2 separate regions of the Macaca mulatta genome follow, and region 1 is linked to region 2. The links are chromatin contacts, called in public Hi-C maps. All regions are on one chromosome and are shown on one strand. The core of a region is the stretch at or near the end of the contact, and the rest is flanking DNA. Distances in the headings are between cores, read along the strand shown.

Region 1 (4,740 bases), core at 310-2,809, 63 kb after region 2:
TCATTTATTGACCTATTAAAGTATTTTTAGTGCTTTAGAGCTATTCTGTGTATCTGTTCATTTTTGTTATTTAGTAGTATATAGAAGTAGTAGATTGGGCTGAATAGATTTATTTCAGGATATATCTTAGATATTTGTGTTTTTTCATGAATCCCAGTTTAAGGGTTATTGCTTTCAAAAGGAAGAAATTTGGTTAGTTATGACTTGGCTAGTTGAAGTTTAGAGAACTGCTTTATACAGGATATTTTATTTATTTAGTGAGAAAAAACAACTTTTTATAATTTTATAATACTGTGTGAAAAACCTGATACCAAAACTTCTGAAAAAGAAACCAGGCCTAGGAGATGAGAAGTCTAGAGAAGATTATTAAATTGAGGATTTTTAAGTTAGTTTCTAAATTAGTAAATTGTGGCTCATAAGATTAAAATAATCTGATCCTTTAGTAAGATCTGAAGTAATATTTTTGCCCTTCAAAAAAGTGATTGTTATAAGTACTATTATTGTGAGATGATACTGCTTAGTCTACCTTGTATGTCAGCATAAGCAAGATTAGATTTTCTCTTTTCTCTAATAGATGCCAATATTTAACATTGATTTTTATCTAATTTCAAAAATATCTATGAAATATATTTTCTGTCTCTGAATTAGAATATGTGTATATTTGTCTTTACTTGAAATATTATAGCTGGATGATAGATTTCAGAGCAATTTTTATGCTTAGGGAAGCCACTACCTCCCAAAAAGGTTTTCTTATGAGAATGAGGAAAATAAGTATACATTTTCATATTTATGTTATTATGTTGATATGCTTGGATAATTGTATTTATAAAAGTAAAAAATGTTCAGTATTTTATCTAAAATGTAATAATGGATATTGTACAGCCAAAGAAATTAAAAGAAAAAGGACACTTTGAGAAAATGGCTTGTTCTTATGTATCTGAATATATACTGTGTTCACTTATGTTTTGTCAGACACTGAAATTGAGGAAGAGAGATTTGGCGTTCTGTTGGTTTATGGAGTGAGTTGATCAGAGATTGCTCCTTGGCTGAGTTGCTGTCTGCATAGGCTGTTAACAATTGTTTCTCTGGCAGCAGATCTTGTTCATCAGGATTGCATCATTTCTGGGAGAATGGCCAAGGTCCACAGCCTCAGTACAAAGACTGTCTGAAGCATATGAGGCCTGTTCTCTTTCTGAAGCGGCACTCCTCTTCCTGCCAGTCCTCTTCACAGGATTACTGAAGCAGACTTGTTCTGAATTTCTTTCATTGGATTGGTTGTTTATTGGACTCTTGTCTCCCAGCTGCTTCCGCCTCACCTGTCTGATGCAATTTCTTCTTCTGAAATCTCTGTTGGAATTGTTCATAAAACACTTTTTGTTTGTCTTCTCTGTGAGTGACCAGGGAGATCATACAGGTCTTGTGCTTTCAGCAAGTCATATAGAGAAGAGACTGTCAGAATGATGATATAGAGACTGTTGGCCATTTCTGAACCCAATTAAAAAGATGGGGTCCTTAAGAAACATTTCTGGCATGTTCTATCTAACATCCTTTCCCCTAGAAACTGTATGTAAATGGCACCTCCTAAAGAGAGTACTCGGTACTACTGGAAGGTACAGGCTGTCTCTGTTTCTGAATCCGAGAACTTACCTAGTGTTCCTGAGGTTTCTGATGGATTGTTGGGGACATAGTTAATAAGAATTTGAAATTGTGATGCATTTTCCCCATACTGTACACTCACATCTATTTCTGTCTTTTCCTCCTTTCCTTTTTTCTTTCTTACTTGCTATTGCTTCTCCCTTGATGTACTTTATTTCTTCCTTCCTTTTACTGTTACTTTGATACTTTTTCTTTCTCTAATTCTGAGTATACTATTTTAAATTGTTTCTAAAAAATAGCTTATTTTCCAGTTTTTTAAAATTAGAAATCATAAAATATCAACGTAAATAAAATGCATGTGTTCTAATGCTTGGTAACTGGAATCCTATGAACAACTCTTTTCATGTTTATGATATGTTAATCTTTAAGCTGTTAATAACTCTGGCCAGTGTTAAATTTGACTTTTTGGAAAAAACACCAGAGACTTAAAGGATACTGATCATTTTCCCCCCAAAGTCCTGGATCACCTATTTTACCTTTCTTTTTGGAAGGTAGAAAATTAAGCCCCCTTTTTTAAGCATGTTTCCATTTGACCACACATAGAAATGACTCCCTTTTATCTTTTTTTTTTTTTTTTTTTTTTGTTTTGTTTTGAGACGGAGTCTCACTCTGCCGCCCAGGCTGGAGTGCAGTGGCCGGATCTCAGCTCACTGCAAGCTCCGCCTCCCGGGTTCACGCCATTCTCCTGCCTCAGCCTCCCGAGTAGTTGGGACTACAGGCGCCCGCCACCGCGCCCGGCTAGTTTTTTTGTATTTTTTAGTAGAGACGGGATTTCACCGTGTTAGCCAGGATGGTCTCGATCTCCTGACCTCGTGATCCGCCCGTCTCGGCCTCCCAAAGTGCTGGGATTACAGGCTTGAGCCACCGTGCCCGGCCATCATTATTTTTTATAGTAGGACAAGAAACTAGATGATGTGGAATGAAGGGAAAGAAAGGAGTAATAAATATGGACTTGTAATTTAATGGGTGATGATGGGCCCTTGTCTGGCTGGACAGCTATCGGACATCGGGTTAAAGATCTCTGAATTTGAGAACTGTTCAGTGGAGAAGGGAGTCACCTCTTAGGAGAGAGAAAAAGGAGTCCCTTGGAAAATGAGAGAGAATTCTAATTTGAAGGAAGGGGAAGAATTAGCCAGTGACAGAAGTATTTACCATTTATGTCAAATAATTTCCTTCCCTACCCTCTCGTTTCTGGCTTTATGGAAAAATTAAAGATTAAAGGGCAAAAAATTCAGTGCTGGATGGACGTAGGGTGGTAAACAAGATAGTATAGATGTAGGATGGTAAGCAAGATAGTATACAGAAACAAAATTGTTAATATAGCTGTAGAATTCCATTCTGTGTGTTGATCAATGTTATTTCTTTCTATACTAATTTGTGTCTCAATTTTTTCTAGGTCTTCAGAACTACTAGCAGATAATTTGGGGGGACTTCATATTCAGAAGTCTATATAAAGGTGACTGACCCAAGTAAATCCTTTTAATTTCTGTTTTATTTTTTGCATTTTAATGACTGCTGGAATCATGTTGTAGTAAATGGTGATTATAATTTACTTGGCAAATATTTCTTGAACTTCTTTATGTGTCAGTTACTGTTTTGGCCATTGGAACTACAGCAGTGGATAAAAATCCCTTTCCTCATAGAGTTTATATTCTGGTAGGAAAAAACAAATTATAATAAGAAAATACTGCATTTGGATGATCTGTTAAATGTTCCTCAGTTAACATTTTAATAGTGACATTTTACAGAGAGTTACTTAGGGAAGGAACTATTCTTAGGGTAATATTTGAGAAATTTGGGGTTATTAACAGAATTTGAATTAAGAAGCCTTATTATTAAATCATTAGTTAGAATGAGATGGTCAAGCTAACCTATTATAGTTGCTTTCATCAGAAGAATGAAGCAGTCATGTTAAACTAGACACGAGGAAAAAGGAATATTTTTTATGAAATAGAAATTTATAGTTACTGACTTAATTTTTTTTTTTTTTTTTTTTTTTTTTTTTTTGAGACGGAGTTTCATTATTGTTGCCCATGTTGAAGTGCAATGGTGCGGTCTCGACTCACTGCAACCTCTGGTTCCCCCGGGTTCAAGAGATTCTCCTGCCTCAGCCTCCCAAATAGCTGGGATTACAGGTGCCTGCCATCATGCCCGGCTAATTTTTTTGTATTTTTAGTGGAGACTGGGTTTCACTGTGTTAGCCAGGCTGGTCTTAAACTCCTCACCTCAGGTGATCCGCCCACCTCAGCCTCCCAAAGTGTTGGGTGTGAGCCACTGCGCCCGGCTGACTTAATGTTTCTTAAAGTTATTTATCAGCTATCCAAAATAGCTGTGTTGGTGTAGCAATCATTTATTCACTCATTAAGATGTTATCTGAAGGAACTTTTCCATCTTTTCCTTTTAGTATATCTTTTAAAAATTGCTCTAGGAAAAATATCAACTATCATCTTGGGTTTATAACTTGTCTTTTATCTGGAAACTGTACCTTTTTTTTTTTTTTTTTGGAGACAGAGTCTCACTTTTGCTTAGGCTGGAGTGCAGTGGCCCCGTCTCAGCTCACTGCAATCTCTGCTTCCCAGGTTCAAACGATTCTTGTGCCTCAGCCTCCCAAGTAGCTGGGATGGATCATAGGCATGTGCCAACATGCCCAGCTAATTTTTGTATTTTTAGTAGAGATGGGGTTTCACCATTAAACCGTGCATTTTTTAAATGGGTATACAATAGTAATGGCTACAACAAAGGGTTTTTAATGATGTTGAGTACGGTTTTTGGTTTAAGTGTTTTACTGAAAATATAACACAATTCAGATTCCCTTTACTGATCAGGGGAGGTGGGGTGATAATCAGACTTTCTTATGATTATCTGGTCAGACAGTTTTGGGGCTTTTTTAAAAATCTGAATTATACAGTGATACTAATAGAAAGAGTTGTAACCAACAGCCCCCAGTATTTAACTGTGTCTTTTGGGTTTACTTGATGAGTGTTCTTGTTTTATCATTTACAGATTTTACTTCAGTTTCCCAAAGGCTTAGAAGATGTACTACCAAGGTCTCTGTTTGGATATACTGTTAGGGAAAGGAAACAT
Region 2 (4,482 bases), core at 639-3,138:
GTGACCATAACTCATTACAGCCTCAACCTCACCAGCTCAAGCTATTCTCCTGTCTCAGCCTCCCGAGTAGCTGGGACTACAGGTGAGTGCCACCATGCCCAGCTAATTTTTGCTATTTTTTTGTAGCGACAGAGTTTTGCCATGTTGCCAGGGCTAGTCTCAAACTCCTGAGCTCAAGTGATCCACTAACCTCAGTCTCCCAAAGTGCTGGGACTACAGGCATGAGCCACCACGCCCAGCCCCTTTGCACATTTATAAATTGTGTTCTCTTTGGTTTTATTTTGTTTTTAAATTCGGTTTACTTTTTGTTGTTGGGTTGTTAAGTTTCTTTTTACAGTAAGTTAACTTTTATCAACTGAGAAAAATAAAATTCTATGCCCCCTAACTGACTGAACAGGCCCTCTCTTGGCCAAGAAGACCCTAGAAAAAACTTGGAAGCTGAGTTACTACTCATGACAGGATGGGAAGTTGGACACACCTCTTTATAACCCCTCCCTCTATAATCGCCATTAGATTTTCTTTCCTAAAGGTTAAACAGAAAGCAGTCCTTTTGAAAGACTCACTCCACCAGCTTGATGCTGACCCTCCCATTTGCAGTTTCAACAGAACAACCGACCAGCATTCCTTCCTGGTAAGAGACCAGGGAGTGGTTCTGGCCAGTCTACACGGGACGTGCAGTGAGGGTTTTCATGTCCCTGCTTCACCTTTTGAAGTCAAGGGGTAGAAAACGCCACCCTTGGATAATGCTAAGGCCACCATTTTTTAAACATGGGATCCATAGAGAGTCATGAAGTTCAACTGCACATCCCCAAGTTGCTCCTTTCATAAATATTCATGACCCCTCCTACAGTATATTTAACATGTATATTTGGCCACTGTAATTAGCATAAATCCCTGTCTTATTCTTCCAACCCTGGAAGTGTCTGTTTTTCTATTTTTGGCTTCTGGCTGGAAGCTAGGCTTCCCAGTCTGTCAAAATGGCTACCATGCAGGTTCAACCCTTTTTTTTTTTTTGAGATGATGTCTTGCTCCCAGACTGGAGTGCAGTGGCAGAATCTTGGCTCCCTGCAACCTCCGCCTCCCGGGTTCAAGCAATTCTGCTTCATCTTCCCAAGTAGCTGGGACTACAAGTGCAGACCACCACATCCAGCTAATTTTTGTATTTTTAGTAGAGACAGGGTTTCACCATGTTGGCCGAGCTGGCCTCAAACTCCTGACCTCAAGTGATCCACCCGCCTCAGCCTCCCAAAGTGCTGGGATTACAGGCGTGAGCCACTGTGCCCGGCCAGGTTCAACACTTTATGAAAAATAAAGTTCATCTGATTGGGCACAGTGGCTCATGCCTGTAATACCAGCACTTCAGGAGGGCTAGATAGAAGAATCACTTGAGCCCAGGTGTTCGAGACCAGCTTAGGCAACATAGTGAGCCCCACTATTTCTTTTTTTTTTTTAACTAAAGGAAAATATTAAGTAAACAGTGCTAAAATAGTGATGGCAATACAGAAATCAGGAACTGGTGGCATGACATTTTGGGAAAGATATTTAAGCTAGAGAGACTCAGTTTCTCCAGCTTTAAAACAGAAATCAGCCACTGCCACTTCATAGGTGCTGGAACAAAAGAGACTTGTTTCAAATGAGATGACGCATGTAAAGCGCTTACCCAGTGCTCGGCAAGGGGAAGCACTCTCTAAACGTTAGCAAATACCATGATAGGGCACTAGGCCCCTGACAGTCCGCTTTCGGCTTGCTGACGATCCTCAAAACCAAGAGCACAGAGCTTCCAGCGCATGCTCCTTTCCCGCCCCCCCGCTACCTTGTGCGGGCACCGGCCGCTAGTGCGGAGCCACCGTGACCCGCAGCCTGACTTCCGTTTCCGGGGGCGGCTTCCGGCGGCGTGGGCTGACCGCGAGAGGCCAATGGAGTGCGGGAGCTGAAAGAGTCTTCGCTGGCGGCCGGTAACTGACGGGAACGGCCGAGTGTGGCTCCTCTGGTGTTTCCGCTTGGGGAGAGAGGGGCGGCCTTCCTTTTGCAGCCGAGGCCGGCGCCGGGCTGGACTTCAGCCCGGTCTCGTGGCGGAGCCCATCTTGCTCCGTCTCCCAGGCCTTTACCTGCTTCCTAGGATTCCCAGGGCCCTGTGGGTGGGAATTGGGAGACGTGAGTTTTCTTCCATTCTGCGCCTCTCATTGGCTCTCTGACCTTGTGCGGAACGCGCCCTTTAGCTGACCTCAGCTGCCTTTTTTAGAAGATGGAGATTGTATTCACAGTGACTGTCACTTTCTTAACGGCGGGAACTGACGTTGTATTAAACGCTGTCTTGTATCGCTGGCACAGCACAAGGACAGTATAGGTGTTATGTACTCACTTATTTTGGGTCACAAACCCTTTGAAAACCTGGTGTAAGTTATGGACCCTCCACCTCTCTAATACTTCCCCCGGCCCCCGCCCCAAGCACACACAAAAGCTTATGCATAGGAAGTTTGTTTTACTATTTCAGGTTACTTCCAAGATTTCTGTCCTGATGCCCATCTGTGGATCCCAGAGTCTGGCAAGTAGTAGGCATTTGAATGTTTGTAATCATTAGATAGCAAGTGTTCCGTTAACCATTTTTATTTTTAATTTTTTCTTTTCTTTTTTGAGACAGGGCCTCACAGTGTCGCCCAGGCTGGAGTGCAGTCCTCCCACCTCAGCCTTCCAAGTAGCTGGGACTACAAGTGCCCACCACCACGCCCAGCTATTTTTTGTATTTTTGGTAGAGATGAGGTTTTGCCATATTACGCAGATTGGTCTCGACCTCAACCCATCTACTCGCCTTAGCTCCCCAAAGTGCTGGGATTACGGGCACGAGCCAGTGTGCCCAGCCCAGTTAATCATTTTAAAATGCATGAAGTGCTGTCTACTTCACAGGAGGGAAGAAGATAGCCTATTAATAAGTTTTACTTATTGGCCTGGTCGTTTACTACTCTCACTTGTCTCCTAACAACTCTAGGAAAGAGGTATTAGTTAATTCTCGCTTGTCTCCTAACAACTCTAGGAAAGAGGTATTACTAATTACTTAATTAAATTTGGAGGCTTGGGAGAATTAATTTGCCATTCAACCTATGATGGTGGAGGCAAAAATTCAAACCTGTATCTATCTGAAACTCCAAAAGCCACATATTTTTATTATTATTTATTTTATTTATTTTTTTGAGACAGAGTCTTGTTCTATCACCCAGGTCAGAGTGCAGTGGCATGATCTCGGCTCGCTGCAATCTCCACCTCCCAGGTTCAAGCAGTTGTGGTCCCTCAGCCTCCCAAGTAGCTGGGATTACAGGCTCCCACCACCACACCTGGCTAATGTTTGTATTTTTAGTAGAGACAGGGTTTTACCATGTTGGCCAGGCTGGTCTGAAACTCCTGACCTCAGGCAATCCTCCCGCCTCGGCCTCCCAGAGTGCTAGGATTACAGGTGTGAGCCACCACACCCAGCCAGGCCCTATATTCTTAACTAACCATGTTCTTAACATCTAGATGCAGAAATGTATTTGAGTGTAATCTGCAGTTTCTATTGTAGTTATGAAATGGCTTTTGTCAACATGGGTTACCCCAAAGCAAATGTTGCATGCTATGGAAATACTTCTTGCCTCTTTTTCTCCCATGTATCTGTATTGCTTGTTTAATAATAACATCACGTTTTACAACCTGCACTCTGTGCCCATGTTTATTCAACCCTTTTTACTTTGGTGACTATTTATCAGGTGTGTTGCCTTCTTCTTCCTGCCCTTCAGAGCCCATGTTTTTAATTATAACTGAAATATGAGATGACAATATTTGGGCTTTATTTCTTTCTCTTTTAAAGGACAGTACTGCTTTTAAAGAGACAGTGTTAGGGATCTTGGAAGCACAGCCAACATGTGTGACATTGAAGAAGCCACTAACCAACTCCTAGATGTGAACCTTCATGAGAACCAGAGCTCTGTACAAGTGACGGAAAGTGACCTCAGAAGTGAATCTGAGCTTCTAGTCACTATTGGAGCCACTGTACCTACTGGCTTTGAGCAAACAGCTGCAGATGAAGTGAGAGAGAAACTTGGGTCATCATGCAAAATCAGCAGAGACCGTGGCAAGATATATTTTGTCATTTCAGTGGAAAGTCTGGCACAGGTTTGAATGAAGCAATATTTAAAATAGTTTTCTAAGTTGATCGTTTTATGGTTACTTTTCATTTTACAGACCCTTCTGGAATCCTTTCTGATTTTCATTGCTCTGCCCCAAATCAGGAGATTTTAAAGTTAGTGCATTTTCTATTGAGTACTGATTTGTAATTTTGACTGTAGTTTCAGTATCCCTTAGGACCAGAAGTGTTTCAGATTTTTGGAGGAGGGCGGGGGGAGTTTTGGAATATTTGCATTATACTTGCCACTTTAGCATTTTTTTTTTTTTTTTTTTTGAGACAGAGTCTTGCTCTGTCACCAGGCTGGAGTGCAGTGGCGCGATCTCGGC

The links. Hi-C and Micro-C count contacts between places; a contact is called where the count stands out from the background.
Region 1: a Hi-C map of CD4 T cells shows a contact between it and region 2, with 4 times the contacts expected there. The contact joins the enhancer-like site here to the promoter of THUMPD3 in region 2. A contact is called at or near these places in 4 of 14 Hi-C or Micro-C datasets (CD4 T cells, fetal cortex germinal zone, fetal cortical plate and 1 more).

What each region holds. Positions count from the first base shown.
Region 1 is chr2:148,211,517-148,216,256 of T2T-MMU8v2.0, forward strand. SETD5 (SET domain containing 5) reads left to right here. Exons shown (of 23, transcript NM_001265978.1): 2 at 3,053-3,112. Among named protein-coding and RNA genes, the nearest start is that of SETD5, 28 kb to the left of the region's middle. Within about 2 kb of position 1,560, at least 24 of the 40 cell types and tissues checked have an H3K27ac peak or open chromatin away from gene starts, as enhancers often do. A contact at or near this core is called in CD4 T cells, fetal cortex germinal zone and fetal cortical plate, where this site is marked.
Region 2 is chr2:148,147,865-148,152,346 of T2T-MMU8v2.0, forward strand. THUMPD3 (THUMP domain containing 3) reads left to right here and starts at 1,889. Exons shown (of 10, transcript XM_015130340.3): 1 at 1,889-1,955; 2 at 3,839-4,143. The coding sequence starts at 3,892. It overlaps LOC106996842 (a long non-coding RNA gene), which reads right to left. Exons shown (of 6, transcript XR_013414113.1): 6 at 1,436-2,132.